Regions from separate parts of the Sus scrofa genome. Here regions 1, 3 and 4 are each linked to region 2. The links are chromatin contacts, called in public HiChIP or PLAC-seq maps. All regions are on one chromosome and are shown on one strand. Each heading gives the region's core, a stretch centred on a gene start, on an enhancer-like site or on the middle of the called end of the contact. The rest is flanking DNA. Distances are from core to core; before and after follow the strand shown. Region 1 overlaps NOD1 (nucleotide binding oligomerization domain containing 1). Region 2 has its middle 22 kb from the start of ZNRF2. Region 3 has its middle 69 kb from the start of NOD1. Region 4 has its middle 48 kb from the start of NOD1.

What was found. HiChIP or PLAC-seq counts read pairs in DNA pulled down with a chosen protein or histone mark.
Region 1: a contact with region 2 is called in an H3K27ac HiChIP or PLAC-seq map of alveolar macrophages. The contact joins two enhancer-like sites. A contact is called at or near these places in 2 of 47 Hi-C or Micro-C datasets (omental adipose tissue and subcutaneous adipose tissue) and 1 of 2 datasets of contacts at active chromatin or transcription factors (alveolar macrophages).
Region 3: a contact with region 2 is called in an H3K27ac HiChIP or PLAC-seq map of alveolar macrophages. The contact joins two enhancer-like sites. A contact is called at or near these places in 2 of 47 Hi-C or Micro-C datasets (both in embryonic fibroblasts) and 1 of 2 datasets of contacts at active chromatin or transcription factors (alveolar macrophages).
Region 4: an H3K27ac HiChIP or PLAC-seq map of alveolar macrophages shows a contact between it and region 2. The contact joins two enhancer-like sites. A contact is called at or near these places in 1 of 5 promoter capture datasets (liver), 18 of 47 Hi-C or Micro-C datasets (alveolar macrophages, blood, brain and 9 more) and 1 of 2 datasets of contacts at active chromatin or transcription factors (alveolar macrophages).

What each region holds. Positions count from the first base shown.
Region 1 is chr18:42,487,800-42,490,717 of Sscrofa11.1, reverse strand. It overlaps NOD1 (nucleotide binding oligomerization domain containing 1), which reads right to left. Exons shown (of 14, transcript NM_001114277.1): 10 at 2,606-2,689; 11 at 814-897. Among named protein-coding and RNA genes, the nearest start is that of NOD1, 25 kb to the right of the region's middle. Within about 2 kb of position 1,632, at least 12 of the 83 cell types and tissues checked have an H3K27ac peak or open chromatin away from gene starts, as enhancers often do. A contact at or near this core is called in alveolar macrophages, where this site is marked.
Region 2 is chr18:42,672,115-42,674,814 of Sscrofa11.1, reverse strand. No RefSeq gene overlaps it. Among named protein-coding and RNA genes, the nearest start is that of ZNRF2, 22 kb to the right of the region's middle. Within about 2 kb of position 1,379, at least 8 of the 83 cell types and tissues checked have an H3K27ac peak or open chromatin away from gene starts, as enhancers often do. A contact at or near this core is called in alveolar macrophages and retroperitoneal adipose tissue, where this site is marked.
Region 3 is chr18:42,532,266-42,534,976 of Sscrofa11.1, reverse strand. No RefSeq gene overlaps it. Among named protein-coding and RNA genes, the nearest start is that of NOD1, 69 kb to the right of the region's middle. Within about 2 kb of position 1,261, at least 3 of the 83 cell types and tissues checked have an H3K27ac peak or open chromatin away from gene starts, as enhancers often do. A contact at or near this core is called in alveolar macrophages, where this site is marked.
Region 4 is chr18:42,511,214-42,514,168 of Sscrofa11.1, reverse strand. No RefSeq gene overlaps it. Among named protein-coding and RNA genes, the nearest start is that of NOD1, 48 kb to the right of the region's middle. Within about 2 kb of position 1,533, at least 5 of the 83 cell types and tissues checked have an H3K27ac peak or open chromatin away from gene starts, as enhancers often do. A contact at or near this core is called in alveolar macrophages and retroperitoneal adipose tissue, where this site is marked.

The DNA of each region.
Region 1 (2,918 bases), core at 383-2,882, 180 kb after region 2:
TTTTTTTTTTTTCCCCAAAAAAAGCTTGTCTTACTTTTCAAAATCTTTTAAAGGATTTTTTGAGGGGAAAAGGAAAATGCATTTACTGGCCAGCAGGTTTAGGATCAGGATTCTCATAATGGTAACATTTTCATTGAACAATTTCGCCAATGTCTCGGGAGGAGGGTATGGAGACAAGTCACAGAACCTCCTCACCCGGAAGTAGTTCATGACACGGGCAAGTAAATAAAATACAATAAAATAAAAATAGGGTAAAAAACTGCAAAATGAAGAGTGGAATACTAGAAAGGAATTAGTGGCCCGGGAGTATAGAGAAGGAGAGAAAACGGCCGGCTTCCTGTGACAGGTGACAGATGAGCTGGAGCATCAAGGCCAAATCGGGAGGTGGCTCCCTGGGGAAAGTGGGGGCTGCCTGGGGAGGAAGGCAGCTCCCTCCCGAGGAAGGAGGAGGGAAACGGCGAGACACGCGCATGGATGGAAGCTGGACTCCAAAGGCACAACTGAGGATGCTCTTATAATACCCTGATGGTTAGAAGGGCTAGTCCCCTGGTTTTCCTGAGGCCTAGGGCGGCGAAGAAGGGGACCGCCTCAAACTCATGCTCCTGGGGCCTCCTCCCCCACCCCTTCTGTCCCTGTTTGTGCTTCTGAGAACAGCTATTATCTTCTCTGGGAGGAATTTAAATGATAACCCTTCCTTTGAGGGATGGCCTGGAGCCTTTTCAATGGACAGACCAGCCTTTAAGATTCCAGGCTGTGCACAGCCTTTGGGAAAATCCCCAAGACCCAACCTTTCAAAATGACTCTCATCGTTACCAGAATATTCTCAGAGACGCATTCTGCTGCAGGGCCTGTGCGAGGCTCTTTCCTCCTTCTGTAGAGATGCCGTTGAATGCAAGACTAGGACAGAAAAATGTTTGCAGGAGGTTATTAAAAACATGTCTAGTTTTGGGGGAGTTCCCGTCATGGCACAGTGGTTAACGAATCCGACTAGGAACCATGAGGTTGCAGGTTCGATCCCTGGCCTTGCTCAGTGGGTTAAGGATCCAGTGTTGCCGTGAGCTGTGGTGTAGGTTGCAGACGCGGCTTGGATCCCGCGTTGCTGTGGCTGTGGTGTAGGCCGGTGGCTACAGATCCGATTCAACCCCTAGCCTGGGAACCTCCATATGCCGTGGGTGCGGCCCTAGAAAAAGCAAAAAGACAAAAAAAAAAAAAAAAAGTGTCTATTTTTGGGTGTATAGCACAGGGATTCAGTTACACACACACACATTCTTGTTCAGATTCTTTTCCCTTATAGGTTGTTACAAAATAGACTATAGTTCCCTGTGCTATACGGTAGGTCCTTGTTGGTTTTCTGTTTTATATATAACAGTGTGTATTTCTTAATCCCGACCTTCAAATTTATTCCTCCCCCCAGGTTTGTTTTCTATGTCTGTGGGTCTCTTTCTGTTTTGTAAATCAACTATACTTCAATTTAAAAATTTAAAAACACCACCCACCACCAAACACGTCTACATGTGGGTTTGGTTTCAGCAATGCAAACAGCCGGGAAGACTGCCTGGAGGAGGCCCCTGCCCGGGCGGACTTGAGGCAGGAAGCAGAAGTGCTCAGCCTCGCCAGCAGCAGCATAGGCTTTGTCACTGCAGAGCGCAGGCTCAGAGCAGGAGGACAGGCGCCGATGCCCACAGAGAGGCCAGACAGGAAAGGGAACATCGGCGCGATGGGGTCACAGTGCCGACTGTGGGCTGAGGCAGCCTGGTGAGCTCCGCCTGGGAGGGCTGACCTCTCACAGGCGCCCGCCCATGAAGCTTGGGGAAGTGCCCTCTGTTCTCCTAGGGAAGGAACTCTGCCACTGTCTCCACCACTAGACTCTCTGGCGGTGGCAGGAAGGGTGCGGGCAATCGGGAGACACCCAAGTTGCAGAGATTTGGCCAGAGGCCTAAAGGAGGGCCGGGGAGGACCAGGTCTGTTTACAGAAGGGGTGGGTCCCCTCTTGTACCAGCACCATCCTGAGAATGACGAAGGGGCAGGAATCTGCTGCCCAGTGTCCTTTTCAGTTTTGTCTGGACCCCAGGATTCCTCCCTGGCCCTCAAGGGGTGCCAGGAGACTGCCAAGGGGGGTGGCAATATCCTGTGTCTTTTTTTTCTTTTGTCTTTTTCGGGCTGTACCCACAGGGCATATGGAAGGGCCCAGGCTAGGGAGTCGAAGTGGAGCTGTAGCCGCCAGCCTGCACCACAGCCTTGGCAATGCCAGATCCCCAATCCACTGAGCGAGGCCAGGGATTGAACTCTTCCTCATGGATGTTAGTGAGGTTCATTGCCACTGAGCCACAAGGGGAACTCCCAGTATCCCATGTCTTGATCTGATTGGTATGTGCACGTGTCATGCCACGGAGCTGACAATTTAAGCATAAAAGCAAAATATGCTTGATAGTTTATGTCAATAAAAATATTTTTTAAAAGAAAAGGAAAAACGACACACAAGTACGTCCCGCGTTAGGCATGCCAGCCCCCCTCTTCCCCTTGGCTCCTGCCCTGGGAGAATAAGAGGGATGCGGGGTAAGCAGGCTGGCCCTGGAGACGGCAGGTGTCAGAAGGCGGCTACTACCTCAGGTTGGTCAGGCTGGGGTGGTTCCTCAGAGCCTCTGCGAAGGCCTTCGCCCCTTCGTCGCCGATTTGGTTGCCCCACATCCTGCGAGCAGAGGCAAGACTGCAGATTATCTCACGCGAATCCCTTGTGTTCTGCTCGTGGCCATGGTTTGACTGCCACTCCGCGGGCAGGTGTGTTTGCTCCGTCCCTGGAGCTGCGGCCTGGAGAGCAACCCCTATGCCAGCCCCGGAGGAGGGAGAGGAGAGCGAAGCCTCCCGAGCAGAAGGCAAGTGGGCCAGCTGCACAGTTCGAGGCCGAGGCTCACCCCCGA
Region 2 (2,700 bases), core at 130-2,629:
CGCTTCTTGTTAGAGGAATGGCAGGGTTCTAGCGGAGGACGTAGAACTGGAGATATTTTTGCAGCCACTTTTGGAAAACAAGGTCTGTCGCAAGCATATAGGGTTAATAAATGAAAGGGGACTGAGTAACCTGGTTGCTAAAGCTGTGGCTTCGGGGCCCTGAGTGACCCAAAGTTTCAGAGGGACCTTCTAGACACCACGGGACCGTCTGTTCTTTTCTGGGGTCTCATGATGGCAGACCTGAATAAACTTCCATTATCTAATGGAAACTACTTAAGGTAACCTTAGCAAATCTTCTATCCTTGCAAGCAAAAGTGGAAAAAAGAAGCAAAAAGGGCAACAAATCCAGCTATCCAGAGACATTTAAGGTTTCAATTATAGAAAGAAAAATTAATGGAAGGAAGACTAGAAATAAATGTGTTGAGATGTTAACAGTAGTTGCATCTGAGTGGTAGTTTTTTAGGTGATTTGATTTATCCCTTTATGCTTATTTAAAAAACGCTAAAGACCAAAAAGCACTGAAAAACTTAATTTACAAAAGAAATAAGATTCCTCACATGTGTAAGTTCACACGCACACACACACGCACACACTCTACTACCACCTCATACAAATCTATTCATCAGAGGTTCTTTTACTAACCTTCCATAGAGTCTGTGACTTTCCCCCATTCAAAACTGAAACCTGTGGAGTTCCCTTTGTGGCTCAGTGGTTAATGAACCCAACTAGGAACCATGAGGATGCAGGTTCGATCCCCAGCCTCACTCCGTGGGTTAAGGATCCAGAGTTGCCGTGAGCTGCAGCATAGGTTACAGATTTGGCTTGGATCCTGCATTGCTGTGGCTGTGGTATAGGCTAGCAGTTGTAGCTCTGATTCGACCCCTAGCCTGGGAACTTCCATATGCCATGGGTGCGTTCCTAAAAAAGAAAAGAAAAAAACCAAACAACCAAACTAAAAAAAAAAAACCCTGAAATCTGTTCTCTCTATCCTCAATATCCACTTTTAGGTATATTTCCAAGGCTGTGTAAGCTGTATGTTTGCTGAGAAGTTCAAAGCATTCTAGGTACTTTAATGGTCAAAATGGCTGGGGGGAACGGCGTGGGCTCAGCAGACATAAAGGGTCTGTGACACTTGTCTTTCCCTGTACAGTCTCAGGAGGCCTGCTACTTCCTAGTGAGGCATTGCTTTAAGATTTGCCCTATTTTCATCTCTGTGAGGAAGTCTCAGACAAACAAGGTCATATCTTGGATGCAGCCCTGTTAGCACATTCTCTTCCCTCATTTATTTTGACAAGAATTAATCTTTTCTGTGCAGTACACAAACTGTCCTGATGTGGGTAGTTGGACAATAGAAGAAGTGGTAGCAGCATCTCTGCAGAGTCATCTAGTGTCACGTGTTCTTTCTGAACGTACCTTCTAATGGATCACATAAGCACAAAGGGAAGGCAGCAATTAATTTTTCTTTGGTCACTGCCCTTACTGAAGAAGCTTCACCCGTGAGGTCTATGCCTGCTGGCACAGGACAAGAGCCAGCCCTGCCAGGAAGAAGAGTCCCTTAGCAAGATCATGTTTGTGTGGCAGAAAAGTGAGATTTGGTTCTAAGATATTTTAGTTCTTTTGAAGTCCTTGGGGGAAACTCAGGAAATAAAGAGTTGTAACTTCAGCTACAATTCAACAGACATAGAATGTAGAATTGCAACTAATGGTTCTAGGCTCTGAGGAGGCAACACTCTTTAAGACACAATTTGTACACCCGGAGAGCTCATTGTAGTGGGGGAGACAGAGACAAAGAAATGAAAGCTGTGTGATAAATACTGAAAGTGTGTACGAGGGATGGAGATGCCACAGAGGAGGAAGTGATGAATTCTGGAGAGTTCAGGAAGGCTTTCCGAAGGAAGTGGTGGCTGCGATTTAGAAGGATGGTAGGAGTTAGCTCTGCAAACAAGGTGGAGAAAGGGAGGTTATTTCAGACAGAAAAAACACTATCTGCAAAGGCACAGATAGCCCATCTGTACAGGGAAGGCGGTGAGACCCAGAGTTAAGGTAAACTGGAAGGAAATTGTGAGGTCAAGAGCCTGAAGATATTAATGAAGTCTTCTTAAAAATCGAGATATGATTCACAAACATAAAATTTGCCCTTTTAAGATATCCTTAAAAGTGGTTTGGAGTATATTCCCAGGGTCGTGTAACCATCACCACTACATAGTTCTGGAACATTTCATCCCCCCAAACCCTCTATTCATTAGCAATTGCTCTGCTTTCCCCTCCTACTGGGTTGCTTTTGGAAAACACTAAGTTGCTTTCTGTTTCTATGGATTTACTTAGTCTGGACACTTCTCTTTCTCTCTCTCTCTCTTTTTTAATGTTTTCCATTATAGCTGGTTTACAGTGTTCTGTCAATTTTCTACTGTACAGCAAGGTGACCCAGTCACACACACGTATACATTCTTTTTTGTCACATTACCATGCTCCATCATAAGTGACTAGATATAGTTCCCAGTGCTATACAGCAGGATCTCATTGCTTATCCATTCCAAAGGCAAGAGTTTGCATCTATTAACCCCAAGTTCCCAGTCCATCCCACTCCCTCCCCATCCCTCCTGGCAACCACAAGTCTATTCTCCAAGTCCATGATCTTCTTTTCCGTGCAAAGATTCATTTGTGCCATATATTAGAATCCAGATATAAGTGATATCATAT
Region 3 (2,711 bases), core at 12-2,511, 140 kb after region 2:
TTCCTTCCCCAGTGCTATATTGTCTTGATTACTGTAGCTTTGTGCTTTGTAGTAAGTCTTGAAATGAGGTAGTTTGAGATCTCCCACTTTATTCTTTTGTTCCCCAAAGCATTTTTGTTTCTCTAGTCCCTCTCCCCCGCTTCCTTGCCTCTTATTACGCTGCCTGGGCTCTCCAGGATGAGGTAAGTGGAAGTGCCAAAGGCAGAGAACCTCACTTGTTCTTGAACTTACAGGGAAAGCCTTCAGTCTCACTATTCAGGTTTGTTAACTGTAGACTTTTGTGTAGATGGCCCTTTATAAAATCGAGAATGCTCCTTGTGTTCCTTTTTCCTAAGACAGTTTATCATGAATGGATATTGAATTTTGTCAAATGCTTTTTCTCTGTCTATTGAAATGATTGTAAGGGTTTTTTTCTCTTTTATTTGCTGACATGGTAGATTTCACTGATTTTTTGAATGTTGAACCAAACTTTCATATATTTCTGGATTCAATTTGCTCATAGTAGTTAAGGATTTTTTTTTTTCTTTTTTGCATCTATGTCCAAGAGGGTTATTAGTCTATAGTTTTCTTTTCCTGCAGTAGCTTTGATTTTGGTATCAGGGTAATGGAAGTGTTGCAAAGTGTTCCTTCCTCTTTTATTTTCTGAGTTGATATAGAGTGCTGCACAATTTCCTCTGTGCTCTGCTGTAGCAGTATCTCACACACTGATACATTGGTTGAAAACAACGATGGGGGTTAGACTGTATTGGGAATATAAATAACATTTATCACATTAGACTTGAACCAACTGCTTGTCCCTTGAGGCTGGCAGATTCCCTGAGTGAAGGCAAAGAATGCTTCCAAATCCGGCTGAAGAGTCTCTGAAGACAACAGACTGGCCATTGCCACATGGATAGCCCCTGTTCCCACTCCTAATGAACCTGTGATGTCTGTACTAGAATGATCTCAGCAAACGAATTTTGTTGGCTTGAGGTCAGATTCCAATTTTTGTTAAGACCCAAGAGTTGGGGTTAATAAATGGGAGGAAAATTCAAATATGCTAAGAGACCTGCCACCTGAAGTATATAAATTGTGTAACAGCTGTCACTTTAAGTTTTTACCAGGGAGGTCAGGTTGGGAATGAAAATAATCTAGCAGTCAATTAGATTTAGAGAAGTAACTGACTGGGAAAAGAAAACAAACCATAAAACACCACCATGAGGGGTTTTGCCTTTTCTTACAGAGAAGGTGGAAGTGAAAATACAACAGTGAGGATTGTGGAAACATTCTGTGCAGCCTTAGGTACTGGCTAGGGGGCACCAGAGTCCGCTAACAAAATTAGCAGGAAAGAAGGAAGAAGAAAATCCAAGCTGTCAGGAAACTAATTTTGCCTAATTCACTCTGCTTGTCATCACCTCTGCGGCACGAGGGCTTTCGGTTCCAGCCTTCACCTGAACATCATCTGCCCAGAGGACTTCTGACACTCAAGAGCTCCTGGAAAGGTCTGTTTCGTCAGACTCAAAGGTAGTTTTTCCTATAGTAGGTAACACTTTTTCAAATTTCTCCTACGTTTTGTCAGGTTTTTTTTTTTTCTTTCCTTTTTTTTTTTTTTTTTTTTTGCATTTTAAGGCTGTGCTTGCCACATATGATGTTCTCAGGCTAGGGGTCGAATCGGAGCTGCAGCTGTCAGCCCACACCACAGCCATACAGGGCAGGATCCAAGCCACGTCTGTGACCCACACTGTAGCTCACAGCAACACTGGATCCTTAACCCACCAATGGAGGCCAGGGATCAAACCTGCAACTTCATGGTTCCTAGTGGGGTTCATTTCTGTGGCGCCATGACAGGATCTCTAGTTTTTGTTCTTTTAGCCTAAGTTTTGAAAATTCAAAAAGAGCTCTCAAAACAGTTTTAAGTTTGTTAAAATTCACATGTCAAATAGGTTCATTTGTTTCTATTTTTCCTCCTTTTATAAGGTGAAGAAGCAAATCACAGATTACCTTGTAGCCATTGCAGGATACCAAAAAAAAAAAAAAGAAAGGCACATTGGAAGTTTTATTCTCAAATTGGGAAGGGCAAAAATAAAGAAGAGCTGACAAGGAAACAAAATAGAAACACAAAACATAGTGAGAAGAATCTACCTGCAAGAAATGTTTGTAAGGGAGTTCCCATTGTGGCTCAGTGGTTAAGGAACCCAACTGGGAACCATGAGGTTGTGGGTTCAATCCCTGGCCTTGCTCAGTGGGTTAAAGATCCAGTGTTGCCGTGAGCTGTGGTGTAGGTTGCAGACGCGGCTCAGATCCCGCATTGCTGTGGCTCTGGTGTAGGCCGGCGACTATAGCTCCGATTGAACCCCTAGCCTGGGGACCTCCATATGCCGTGGGAGAGGCCCAAGAAATGGCAAAGAGACCAAAAAAAAAAAAAAAAAAAAATGTTTAGGAGTTGCCATCTTGGCGCAGTGGCTAACGAATCCAACTAGGAACCATGAGGTTGTGGGTTCGATCCCTGCCCTTGCTCAGTGGGTTAATGATCCGGCGTTGCCGTGAGCTGTGGTGTAGGTTGCAGACGCGGCTCGGATCCGGCGTTGCTGTGGCCCCTGCGTAGGCTTGGCGGCTACAACTCCGATTCGACCCCTAGCCTGGGACCCTCCATATGCCGTGGGAGCGGCCCAAGAAATGGCAAAAAGACAAAAAAAAAAAAAAAGTACTGGAGGAGTGCCCGTCGAGGCTCA
Region 4 (2,955 bases), core at 284-2,783, 160 kb after region 2:
AGGAAAAAAAAAAAAAAGGTCAGTTGGAGAATGAACTGGAGGTCACAAACCATCAGAACAGAGGGTCAGGCCAGCCACAAGGCCTGTGTTCTAGTTCTTATTCAATTGACGATGATGCGTATGACCTTGGGCAAGTCGTTTCCTCCCCAGTGTCACTGTCCCCACTGGCAGAACAGGGGAGGTGAAGTGAGCTCAAAAATTGTGGATATTATCAGGTCCAACCATCTACATTTGCCAAAAATCCCTTTCCTAAAGGGGTTTTGCTCCTTCCCTATTTTTATGCACAACCTCAGTAGTAAGACAAGCTGCATATCCTATCTGCCCAAATGCTCAGTTTCCTCACTCAGGAAGTAACCCCTACTTCATAGGGTAGTTGGGGGACGAATTAGTTTCCATTTGACCCAGTGCTCACGGGTCCAGTCAGACTGACTTGTTCAGGCAAAGTGGAGATACATGCACACATAGAAGTATTTAAGATCAAGGAAAACTGATTTTGAAGATGCACCTATCCAGTCGCACATGGTCATCGTGCACGATGCTGCTTGAAAACAGCTGCCGATTTATGGGTTACTCATTCTTCCCAGCAGCTGTGGTTGTTTCCAGTGCCCATGTGTGGCTGTAACACATCTGCATGTGCGGGCAGTGCCTGGACTGTCCAGGGTGAGAGTCCAGGGCAGGGAGTCTCATCCCCTTTCAAAGGAGACATGACATTGGTCTCCAACTTCCACCTACTTCTAAGCCACTTCTGAGGCTCCTAAACTGGATGGGTTCACATAGATTGAGAAAGAAAGAAAAATTCACTTGACTTGCCAATCTCACTCCAAAGGAATCATCCTAAAGACATTTTTACTTCCATAGACTTGTCTCTAATAATCACCACGACCACCACAGCCAATCTGGAAACCAGAATGTCTGGCTCTTGGAACATAACTAAGCAAATGATCAAATAGAATACAGATGATAGATTATAATGTGGGAAAATATTTGAAAGAAACGGCAAACGTACACTGTGTTTATAACTATGTGAAAAGATGTCTCAGGAGTTCCCGTCATGGCGCAGGGGAAATGAATCCGACTAGGAACCATGAGGTTGCAGGTTCGATCCCTGGCCTCACTCAGTGGGTTAAGGATCTGGTGTTGCTGTGAGCTGTGGTGTAGGTCATAGACATGGCTCGGATCTGGCGTTGCTGTGGCTGTGGTGTAGGCTGGCAGCTACAGCTCCAATTAGACCCCTAGCCTGGGAATCTCCTATATGCCGCAGATGCGACCCTGTAAAGACACAAAGACAAAAGACCAAAAAAAAAAAAAAAGTCTCAAAATGGTCAGCCTTAAAAAAGGAAATTCTGACATGGACAAACCTTAAGGATATTATGGTAAATGAAATAAGCCAGGCTCAAAAAGACAAATACTGTATGGCTCTACTCGTATGAGGGACCTAGAATAGTCAAAATCAGAGGCAGAAAGTAGGTAGTTTCCAGGGGCTCAGGGGAAGGGAAAATGGGGAACTATTACTCACAGAGTATAGAGTTTTGGTTTGACAGGAAGACTAATTCTGGAAGTGGGTGTTGGTGATGGTTACACAACATATGGTCGTGTTTATACCACTGAACTGTCCCCTTAAACATTAGGGTGGTAAATTGTGTATTTTACAATAAAAAGTCTCAAAGTAGGCAAAACATGGGAAGATGACATGCAGAAATTAAAGTAGCTGTGTTAGCTTTGGGTCATAAGCATTATTTAAAATGGTCTCTAATATGGATACTGCTTTGATAGCAAAAGCAAAATACGATGACAGAGACAAAGGGAAAAAAAGCTGGAGGTATTTTGATATGTTATTTGCTCATAAAAGCACCCGAGGAGTTGTGGGAAAAATCAGAAACGGAACACCCTTGAACTTATTTTGTAACTTATTTTTATTTCAAATCTTTTAAAAAATATTACAGAACACTGGGGACCTATAAACTTCTCAGGGGTTTGTGCTTCTAAAAGTTTTCAGCTGGTCTTGGGTGCAGTTACCTTAGGTTGACGGCTGTGAGCATCAGGCTGGGAAGGGACCCCCCCCTCAACTTCTCCCCCCCACCCCCACCCCCGCCCCCCGTGTGGTAACCTGAGCTTTGGTTTCCTTACCAGCTAATTCCATTTTCATTAAAATTCCTGTCTAGGAGCCTGGGATAATGGTCACCGTTTTGCCTTTCAGCTCCAGAGCAAGGGTTTGGTTTGGTTGTTTTCCTGTAAATGAGCAATTAGTTACTGGAAGCAGACGTGTGTCACACCTGGAAAAGGACCAACACCGCGGAGCCAAATGCGCCTTCTGAGCTGGGGACCTGAAAGGGACACCTGTCAGAAGCTGGAGGGCCCGGCTCTGGGCCGTGGTGCCAGCGTCCTCTCTGTTCTTACTGTGAAGATAGGAAGGCACCTCCCTCGATCCAGTGAGTGACACTTCGATGGTGGGGCCCTTCGGCAGGAATGGTGACAACTAACAGCTATGCTTTTCCCTGAGGAAGCTAGGGTAGTGCAGGAGGCTTGATGCTGAATGTTTTTAGACCTGAGCTTTGAGAACTTTCAGTCCGTCCCATCTTTGACCTTTTTGGGAAGTTCTCTAAGTCTCAGAGTGAGAAGAGGACACCTGCGGGTGAGAAATGGTTTTATGCCATCACATCACATGTGGGGCATCAACCCTGCGCCAGGCACTGTGCTAACCGCTTTCCATGTATCGGCTCATTTAATCCTCACAACAGCCCCACGAGCCGGTACTCTGGGATCCCCACTTCTCAGGACGTGGCCCAAAGCCCCACAGTGACTTGACACCGCTCCTAAGTTCCCAGTCAGCATGGACGTGCCATAAATGTAGGTCTGAAAAATGGGAGCTGTAATTTCTGTCCTCAAATCAACCCATGTGTCCCGTGGAAAGAAACAGTCATGTCCCAAGTTCACGAAATTCCTTCGTAGCCCCTC